Regions from separate parts of the Zea mays genome. Here region 2 is linked to region 1. The links are chromatin contacts, called in public Hi-C maps. All regions are on one chromosome and are shown on one strand. Each heading gives the region's core, a stretch centred on a gene start, on an enhancer-like site or on the middle of the called end of the contact. The rest is flanking DNA. Distances are from core to core; before and after follow the strand shown. Region 1 holds the start of LOC100272614. Region 2 holds the start of LOC100191851.

Region 1 (5,041 bases), core at 942-3,441:
CCTAGGGCTCTAAATACATATACTATATATATATATATATGAAAAAATTTGTAATGTTCCGCCTGTCACGTAATCTTAAACGTAAATTTGTCTATGGCTTGCCTTGTGAGTTGCGATCATAAAGAGCAGGTGTCATGTTGTCTCACCGTCGCTCGTCCACTCACACGCGCAAACTTACAGAAGCGTTGATCTAGTGGTGGAGATATCTTTTCTGAACTATAAACACGGTGAACAAAATAGGGATCTCATCTTTCTTCTGAATTATATTCTCTAGAAGCTATAGAATTGTTATTTCCTCGACATCGGGTAGCAAGCTAGGGACCTTTATGAGCAGCACCCAAAGCTGACAAACTGTTATAAGTATCTGAATATAGTGATACGAGTAAAAATTCAATTAGAAGAAGGGCAATTTATACAAATTGTCAAACTTAACCACTAGTATGCTAGTTTTCACTTTGAATACCGATTTACGGGATATTTTTTTATTGAATTTCTAGATGGATTTTTACCATATTGTATATATAATGAAAATTTTGACATGGCATACCCTATAGCGAGATCTGCCACTGTTTATGCCATATGCAATAATTTGATCAAGTGGAAACTATTCTACTAAGAGAGCTCTTCTACTAAACTCCAAAGTAACTGACACCAAAGTGCCTAACTAAAGATGAGATGAGTCCATAAAGGCAGGAATCATGCATTTATTTTCATTATTGTTAATTTTCTGGAATTCGATCAATGATCTCCCGGCTTCCAAGACTTAAAATAGCAAACCTACTGCACTTTTTGTTATTGTTTTTTCTGGTTCTTTTTGGTTTGTACTTTGGACGTTTGGACCTTTCCCTCTATATAAATGATAAGCCGTCACGTCAGAAGTCTCCTGTGCATTCGAGAAAAATAATGCTCTTTGACAAAAGGCATCATTTTTTTCAAATTTGACAAGCAGCATCCAAAACAACAAGCTCAAATCCCTAAACACGATCATGGATACCACAGTTAAAATGAAACAAACTTTGGTTAAAGTATAATAACAAGATAACGACTAGCGAGTCACCGGGGATTAATAACAGCACCAACACAAATGAGAAACCACAGCATAACAAAAACACTCCCAAGAGACCAAATTGCTCCCAGCTGACCAGCCTCATGTTCTTTGTAATCATCCCAAAAATTATGAAAGATGCAGCTTTTTATGATCGTGTTACCTGAAAAATGACACACTCCCTGAAATGATGACCTTACACTTGTGGATTCATACAAAGCAGTGTTGCAAGTGTAGGTAAACATTGAAGAGATTACATGCATAAATAAATGTAGCAATTCTTCACAATCCAAATTAACAAGGTGCACTAAAATTCCTCAACTAGACACCCCTTAGTAACCGGGAACTTGGCCACGTTCCTCTCGTTCTGGGAACATGGGAACAATCTCGTTCTCCTAGTGTTAAATCCTAGTTTTAGTAGCGTACATTGTACGTGGTTCCTCGACCTGGTTACTGAGAGACACCCGCATTGAGAGCACAGGATGAACTAATGATGCATTACCGGGAGGCCATGACCTGACCTGGGACCCAAAATTCGTGCATTCGAAAACTGGAATAAACCCTCATGATAACAGAAACTCCCCCTCCGAAAAGACGCACAGTACTAGTCAATTGTACTAGAGTCCTAGGTGAACAACATATCTTGCATGCCGCAATGCCGCTGAGCCGATTCCTATATGTCATTAGCCGCAACCGCAACAAATTGAGCAACTCAGCCAAATGAGCTAGGAAACATCAAACATGAAACAGGCGGATCAAGAAGCACGCACAAGTGACCACGGAGCAGAGAGCAAAGGATGCGGGAAAGAAGCATGGGGAAGAGCTGTCGAAATGCTTACTATCAGGCCCGCCGAGCTGGGCGACGGCATCGACGAAGCGGTCGTGGAGGTCGGCCGTCCAGCGGAGCCTAGGCTTGGGATCGGCCGTGAGCACCACGCTGGGCCCGCCGCCGTGCCCGGGCAGCCCTAACCCGCAGCCACTGCGTGGTGCGTCCTCGGCGACGGCGACGTCGGGTCGGCCGTGGCTAGCGTGGTGGATCAGGCTGGGGAACATCTTCCCCGCCCGGAGCTCACCTGCGCTTTAGAGTCTTTGCGCCCGGGTCCCTCCTCCGAACCGCGAGAGGGCGAGAAAGATTGGAGCTTTCTTCTGATGGCTGCTGTCGTTCCTCCCCGCTTTCGTGTTCCGCTTTTGCTTGCGCAGCAGAGTTTTCACCCAAGGAGAGATTCGACCGGCGGCCGCTCACGGACGGGGACATCGCGACACCCGGGCTTTCACCGTCGCAGTCGCACAGGAAGCGAAGCTATCATCACACACCAGTCACCACGCTTCTCACTTCGTACTGTTACTGGCACATGGGCATAAAACAGTGGTTTGTCTGTTTGTAGTCAAAAAAAATTTAAAAATTTAACATATAGTTCGTGCTAACATTATAACACACAGTGATAATAAAAAAGATGAGCGGCAATGCGAGAAAAGAAATTAACAATGGTGATGGTGGCGTAAGTGTAGAGGAGGGGGAGGGGGACTAGAGACGGCGAGGTCATCGGGGAGAGGGACAGAGAGGGATGAGGAATGAGAGATGATTCAAATAATATTGTACATTGAATTTGAGTCAGTAAGAGAGAGTAGGTTATCCAGCGATCTGAACCGTTGGTTTTAATAGTGTGTTTAGTCTGGATGCAATTTGTTTGGTGGATTTAGTGAAGGTTATGGGTATGGGGTGATTTGGTTGGGTGGTTCTTGCAAAGTTTAAACTGGTGGATTATATAATGGTATAGATTAAGCACGAGAGTAAAAGTCGTCGGATACCGTGTCCATGTACCTCTTTTGTTTCCATTCGTTCGATTCAACATGGATAGCTCCGGTCGCTTCTACTCCTTCGGAGAAAAATAAGGAGCCTCCAGGTTCTTCTAGAGTCTAGTCTTCTCGCCATGCATCTGCTATTATGCTCCATCCTCTCAGAGAGACAACGACTGTGGAGAGGGTCGTCCCAGTGTCCCCCTTACCCTATCTCTCCCCGACGGCACCACCCCCACCCCCTTGGCGCGCCGGTGGAGAGGGTCGCCCCACCGTCCCATCCTCCGTCTCTCCCCAAATGATGCTACCCCCACCCCCTTGGTGTGACGGTGAAGAGGGTCACCCCAGTGTCCAAAAGTCCCCCTCCCCCTGTCTCTCCCCGACGACCGCCACCCCAAACCACTCGGCACCCAACGGATGAACGAAGCAGTCATTCAGGTATGCCCCCCCACACACAACGGTGGTGCTCGATTCCTTCATCAATCAATGCATGACATCACTCGATACCCCCACAGTTACCTGCCTCTGCTTCTTCCCCTCCTTCCTCTCATTGGTTCCTCTTATCCCCAGAGGTGACGTCTACAAGTGTTACATCCGACCCTGGTGGTGACTGCACGTAAGGATGGTTTTGTCGCCTATTCCCTCCCAGCGACAGCGTGTTGGGGGCCTCTATTGCCGAAAGTCCTCAAAGCGTTGTATTTTCAATCAAATCATGTTTTAGGTATTACTAGAAGATAGTGAAGCCAACCTTCATCTAAAACAACGTGTGAGGAAAGGACGAAGCTAGAGAGCTTCAGTCCAACATGACTGACGAACAAGAATGAAGAGGAGAAGAAGCTTCGACTCCGAAATATTAACGCACGAAGCAAAAGAGGATGAGAAGTGTTGGTCACTCATTTTTAATACTTGATGGATATCAGAAACAAGGCAACACAAATGAATCATTCTCCAACTCCACCCTTTAATTAACTCTTCTCAGAGAGGCTAATTAAAGGAAGAAGGTTAAAAAGGTTAAAGAAAAGGTGACAAGTATGAAATACAAAAGACACGAAGGTAAATCAAACAACTCATCTTGGTTGAACATTACTTTACTCCATTTTCTATTATATGACGAATGATTGCAAAGATACATTCAGTTTTTATAAGCAATGATACGAAGGTAAAAAGAGAAAACAACTTCATATATGGAGCAAATCAGTTTTCTCCAGTCAAAAAAGGTGTGTCTCATGCATGCCATTGTTCCTCTATTTATAATCGAGAGGTACATCTCCGTAAAAATTACAATCATGCCCTCAAACCTATACATGCGAGCTACAAAGACGATAAAGGGCACTATTGTCTTTTTAGTTGGTAGTCTTGCTGAACAAGTCTTAGGGATCCCATCCTTCTCTTGCTAGCTCCTTCATCACACGTGTACGCCGCTAATCCGAAGTTTGTAGCTTTGTCTTTGCTACTGCAATTAGTGCACGTCATCTTCAAGCGAAGGTTCCCTTAGGCATTTACCCTGTTACACTCGAAACAAACTCAGGAATAAATGCTTAATTAATGTTTTAAGGACCTTCAGCTAAAGAGGGCCCCAACAGTAGCCCCTAGGTATTAGTTCGTTTTTCATAACAAGCTTAGGATACAAAATATACAAAGACCCCATGCTGAAGGTCCGAAAAACACCTTCTCTGGTCTCATTAGTGAAAACGAATTCTTAAAAATACACCTTCATAAGCAATTGTTGCGATGAGCCCATTTGCAGTGGTAGGTTGCATTTGATTTTTTTGAGTCTCGCAATTTTTTCTTATAAAATGGGCGGATACATGCGTGACAAATCACGACATTCATTTGCTTTTGCCATCCCGCAACTATTATTTTCTCTGCCTTTGAAGCTTGGTTCGACCAACTTTTCTCTCAAAAGCTTTACGCTTTGCTAGCTTTGTAGATTTCCAAATGGCTAGGTAGGGAAGGTCTAACGAGCTCGTCCTCATGGCATACTATGATGTTGCAGAAAAGACTAAAGTCAAGAAGACTACTAAAGAAAGCATGGTTGGTTTATCTAATGATTCTGATGTAAGTGAAGAATTTGATTTGGAGGAGGATAATGCTAAAGATCGGCCATCCAAGCCAGGTCATGTGAACTTCGGCAAGTCGACTATAATGAAGGGACACATTGAGGTGCTGAAAAACACTAACTATATTAGCGGTACCTCC
Region 2 (5,067 bases), core at 1,404-3,903, 170 kb after region 1:
ACCTGAATAAGAGCATACATTTCTGGAATGCTTTCTATAAGTCCTTCGGGAATAACAAGCACACCATGATATTTCCCTGAAGATGGATAACCAGTCTTTTAGTGTATGATTTATAAAATATCCCGATACCTTGATTGACTAGAAAATTTTTTTAGAAAATTTACCTCAACCAAAGGTACAAACTTTTTTTCCTACTAACTGCTGCAACATAACAATCAAAGAACTGTACAAACCTAATTCTGCCCTTGCTTGTACTCCATCACATATCTTGCTTATAATTTCCATCAGTGTGAGTTTTGACAATGCTACCTCCTCGCCTAAGATGAGCTGCAAAGAGAAATTGAAAAAAAAGGATGCTGATGCTCTTTCTTCATTTCATATAGTAGAGAGTTATAACCACAGATTTGATAAAATCATACCATGTTTGGGTGTGACTGAAGTGCACATTCAAAGGCAACATGAGATGCTTTTCGTCCCATCAGACGAACAAAATAATAGTACTGATAGGAAGAAAAAAACATCAGCCATGGTTCTTAGTAGTAATAATGGTTGCAGCCTGCTTAGTTACTAATCCAAATGGGTGACAAGATAATTACCTTTCCAGCTGAGATCGCATCAAGACAAACATTGCTTACAAGCTGTGAATTAACCTGAAAAGTAGTTACCACACAAAATGACATTAGTGACAGATTGGCAATGGTATGTCATATTTGATTACAGTTCCATCAGGATCTACACATTATGCAAAATTTCTACTAGACTGCGCTTTACCTTACATACTGTATCAAATCCAACTGTTGTTTCAACAAACTGGTTCTTGAGGTCACCATTCAATGAAACTGGCACACCAACAACCTGTTTAATGAAGGTTTTGGATTCTTAGGAGTCTTATATGTGCTCCAAGAATATGAGCATTTAAAAACAGTTTAGACTAATAATGGTTATACCTTGGTCTTACAGTTATTCTGAATAAGGGTCTCCGCAAGCTGTGCAGCATCTGAATTGGAGGTCACACCTGTAGACCAAGTGAGAACGATGTTTTTTTAAATGCTAGTTTGAACCACTAGAAAAATCCAGGTAATTCTAATGATAAACATGTATTGAGTTTTCACATGTTAGAACATAACAAAATTTAAACTGGTTGGATGGTCACCAACTGCATGGTAAATTTGTTTATAAAATACTCTCTCTGTCGCAAAATATAATTTGTTTTAGATTAAACATACATTCATTAATTGATCTATGAATGTTGTTTGTATGTCTGCATTCATTATTATTCATTCGAATGTGGACAGAAAAAAGGCTAGAAAGAATTATATTTAGGACAGAGGAGATAAAAATCATCACTAGTGAAAATTATTGATTTCTTTGCCGAGTGCCCGAAAAAAACACTCCGCAAACCCATCGGCACTCGGCAAAGAGCCGGATTCCGGTAGTGACTTGTGGCATGTCCATGCAAATTATGTCAAAACAAAAGGTGGACGGATTTTGGTAGCCTTTTGTGGGCATTGGGTGTCCTTAATTAGTACCTCCAATGATGACCAACCCATCCAAGTTCAGACTGTGGCATGTTGTCATTGCAGCATTCACTTGCTTAGTAGTGCGGATCTGATCGATACTCCTACCGAGCAAATCGAAACCACCTTGAAAAGAGCAAACAAAATATCCCAGTATTGAGAATAACAGAAACCTGGCCACAATTAGTTAGGGGAGAACAAGTGAAGCCAACCTTGGTTCTTATAGGAAGCAAGAACATCGTCTGTGATCTCCAACGTCTTGTTTGCAAACAGTCCCTCCGTGCCACCTATAACACGAAGCACACAAATCTTAAAAAAGATACTGGAGGAAAAGGTACTTTGTATAAATAGCCAAAAATGTGACCGAATAGGTAATTTGCGAGATTTTGGTTACCGACGAATCCGTAGAGCAAGCTCTGAGGATTGTAGGCTTTAAGTGCGTCATGGAGGCCCCAGACGACGTTGTGCCCTCCCGGCGACTGCCTCCCAGAGAACACCACGCCCACCCTGCAAGGAAGCAAATTCAGGCAAGCCTCGCGCGATCTCGCACGCACATGATTAGACAGGGCGTCATGAGGCGGGCCTGATCGGGTGGCGCTCCTCAACGGCGCCGGCGCCGGCGGCCGGCGCGACGAAGCTGACGAGCGGCTGGCCAAAGGTGTGCGGGAAGGCCTGCGCGACGGCTTGGGCACAGGTGGGATCGATGGTTGTGGTCGCGTCACCGTACTCCGCCCTTACCGTCGGTCCCTGGAGGAGAAGGAAGGAATTGGGTCAAAAGTCAAAACCGATTGTTTGGCCGTCGATAGATAGAGGAATCAAGAAGGGTAAACCCCCAATAACCCCTCCCAATCACCACCACCAAAAAATCATGAGGGATCAGAATCACGCCCAGCAGAGACGGGGGAGAGATGTCAGATGAGCAGGCGGACAGGAATCGCACAGATGAAAGGCGGGTGATCGCTCGACCAAATGGGAATCACCTGGAGGCATGGCGGGAGGCGGGGCTGGTACAGGGCCCGCCGCTGCTGCAGGCCTCCCGCGAGCTCCTTGGGCGCGCCGAAGTCGGCGTTCATCTCTCTTCTTCTTGGCTACTCGATCTTTGGTCACGGATGCCTCCTCTGATCCTCTCACTTGCTCTCACTGCAGCTCTGCTGATTCACAGCGGTGGTCGCTTTCTTGTAGAGGGGAGAAAGCGAGGTGGGTGGGGATAAGAGCGAGAGCCGAGAGGTACAGGCATGCTGCGGCGCCGGCTGATTCACTGTTGGTTTCGATTGTCCGTGGCAGTTGAGATAGCGTAGTCGATAGCGAGAGTGATCCTCGAGTCCACTTCCACTTCTCCCCGACTGCTGCGCTGGCGCGCTTGTGGTTTCCTTCATGCCTTCTCTGTGGGTGGGTTGGTGCCTACGGGCGCTGCCGCCTGGGGGTGGTTTTGGCGCGCTTGTGGTTTCCTTCATGCCTGGCGCGCTTGTGGTTTCCTTCATGCCTTCTCTCGTGGTTTTGTGATTGTGTTATTTAGCCATTGTTTGGAAGGGAGGGGATTGAGGGCTAAAATCCCCTCCAATCTCTTTCTTTCAAAAAAAATTTAACGAAAGGAGTGTGATTGTGTTATGTTAAGTTAAACCTTCTTTGCATCACATACATGTTACAGAGATGGAGATCTTGTTACTAATCGCTGTTTTCTAGCACATACATGGCATTACAAGTCCGATGATGAGCAAGTGTCTGGCAATAAAAAACATGAAATTTAGGATGCTCAATCATCTTGCCCTCGTATGTTATCTCCATCAACTCTCCTATTTCATCCCCTATCACGTTGCTATTTACAGTGCAAATAGTGTTTATACGACCATATGCACGACCTGCTGACTTAGAAAGGTTATCAACTATCTTATGCTGGTTCCAGTGAACCAGTGTCTTGTCGATCGCCACATCAACTATTGATCGTACTGTCGACTGTGCTACTCATCATCAATCTTTATTTACTGTAACGTCGATCGTACTGCCGAGCGCATCCCCTCTAGTTGAAGCATATAAGTCAAACTCCATAGCCTTTCATGGGTATCTAGAGACCAACCAGATCTCATAAACTGTGACTAGCATTTAACGTACCCATATATATATGTTCCTCTTGAAAGGGAAATGTGCCTTTGGGCGATTTCTATAATGTTTTGGTGATTAAATGCCCAACACAATTGATTAAGTTCTTATGTGCTAAACAATGTGTGAAAAGTGCAAATTAAAGTACAAGGTATGTTTCTAGACTTAGTATATTATTTTGTACACTAATGTGTTTCTCTAAGTGCTAGAAACAGGGCTAAGAGAAGAAGTAATGCAATGGAAAAGTCTTGGCTGTGTGCAGCCAAACTCCAGCTCGGCCTGGCACACCGGACTGTCCGGTGCCCCAGGCTAGCCGACGGTGAACCAGCTGCTCTCGGAAATCGACGGAGTTGTACGGCTATAAATCACCAGACTGTCCGGTGAGTCATCCGCGACGAACTCGTCGGTCTCGGGAAATGAAAAAGCGACGTGGCTAAAATTCACCGGACTGTCCGGTGAGCCAACGGCGCTCGCGGCCAACGGTCGGCTGCGCAATCTGCGGGCGACGCGTGTCTCGCTCCAACGGTCGGTTGGGCACACCGGACTGTCCGGTGTGCACCAGACAGTGTCCGGTGCGCCAACGGGCCCGGATGAGCAATGGTCGGTTGCGCCCGATATGGAGGAGATCGCGCACCGGACATGAACATTGACTGTCCGGTGGTGCACCGGACTGTCCGGTGCACCACTCGACAGAAGGCAAGAAATGCCTTCCAAATTGATCTCCAATGGCTCCTAGTTGCCTTGGGGCTATAAAAGGGACCCCTAGGCGCATGGAGGAGTACACCAAGCATTTCTCTAAGCATACTAAGACATCCAGACTCCGCTCCCACACATTTGATTCGCTGTGTTAGTGATTTGAGCTCCATTCGAGTTGTGAACTCCCTGTGTTGTCGTTTGAGCTCAAGTCTTCACTTGTGTGCGTGGTTGTGCTACGCATTTGAGTCTTGTGTGTGTTGCTCTCCTCCCTTACTTCTGTGTTTCTTTTGTGATCATCATTGTAAGGGCGAGAGGCTCCAAATTGTGGAGATTCCTCGCAAACGGGAGAAAGACTATAAGGAAGAAAGTTGTGGTATTCAAGTTGATCATTGGATCGCTTGAAAGGGGTTGAGTGCAACCCTCGTCCATTGGGACACTACAACGTGGAAGTAGGCAAGTGTTACTTGGCCAAACCACGGGATAAAAATCGCGTGTCTCGTGTGTTGATTCTTGTGATTGTTTTGTTCGCACGAGCGTGTTCCATAGCCACTTGATTTAACTAACACTTTAATAATCAAGTCTATGGCTATTTAGTGTTTGATTTTACAGGATCACCTATTCACCCCCCTCTAGGTGCTCTCAATTGGTATCAGAGCCATACTCTTCATTTAAGGGACTAACCGCCCGAAGAGATGGATCCTAAGAGAAAGGGGATGGTGGTCAACGACAAGGAAAAGGAGTCCATCTTGAAAGGGAA

Evidence for each region. Hi-C and Micro-C count contacts between places; a contact is called where the count stands out from the background.
Region 2: a Hi-C map of leaf shows a contact between it and region 1, with 3 times the contacts expected there. The contact joins the promoter of LOC100191851 here to the promoter of LOC100272614 in region 1. A contact is called at or near these places in 4 of 25 Hi-C or Micro-C datasets (ear, endosperm, leaf and 1 more).

Annotation. Positions count from the first base shown.
Region 1 is chr1:226,514,526-226,519,566 of Zm-B73-REFERENCE-NAM-5.0, forward strand. It overlaps LOC100272614, which reads right to left and starts at 2,192. Exons shown (of 6, transcript NM_001147077.1): 1 at 1,885-2,192. The coding sequence starts at 2,098.
Region 2 is chr1:226,684,426-226,689,492 of Zm-B73-REFERENCE-NAM-5.0, forward strand. It overlaps LOC100191851, which reads right to left and starts at 2,654. Exons shown (of 19, transcript NM_001137275.1): 1 at 2,498-2,654; 2 at 2,101-2,264; 3 at 1,912-2,024; 4 at 1,730-1,804; 5 at 1,530-1,643; 6 at 948-1,015; 7 at 772-855; 8 at 597-650; 9 at 420-500; 10 at 234-327; 11 at 3-76. The coding sequence starts at 2,590.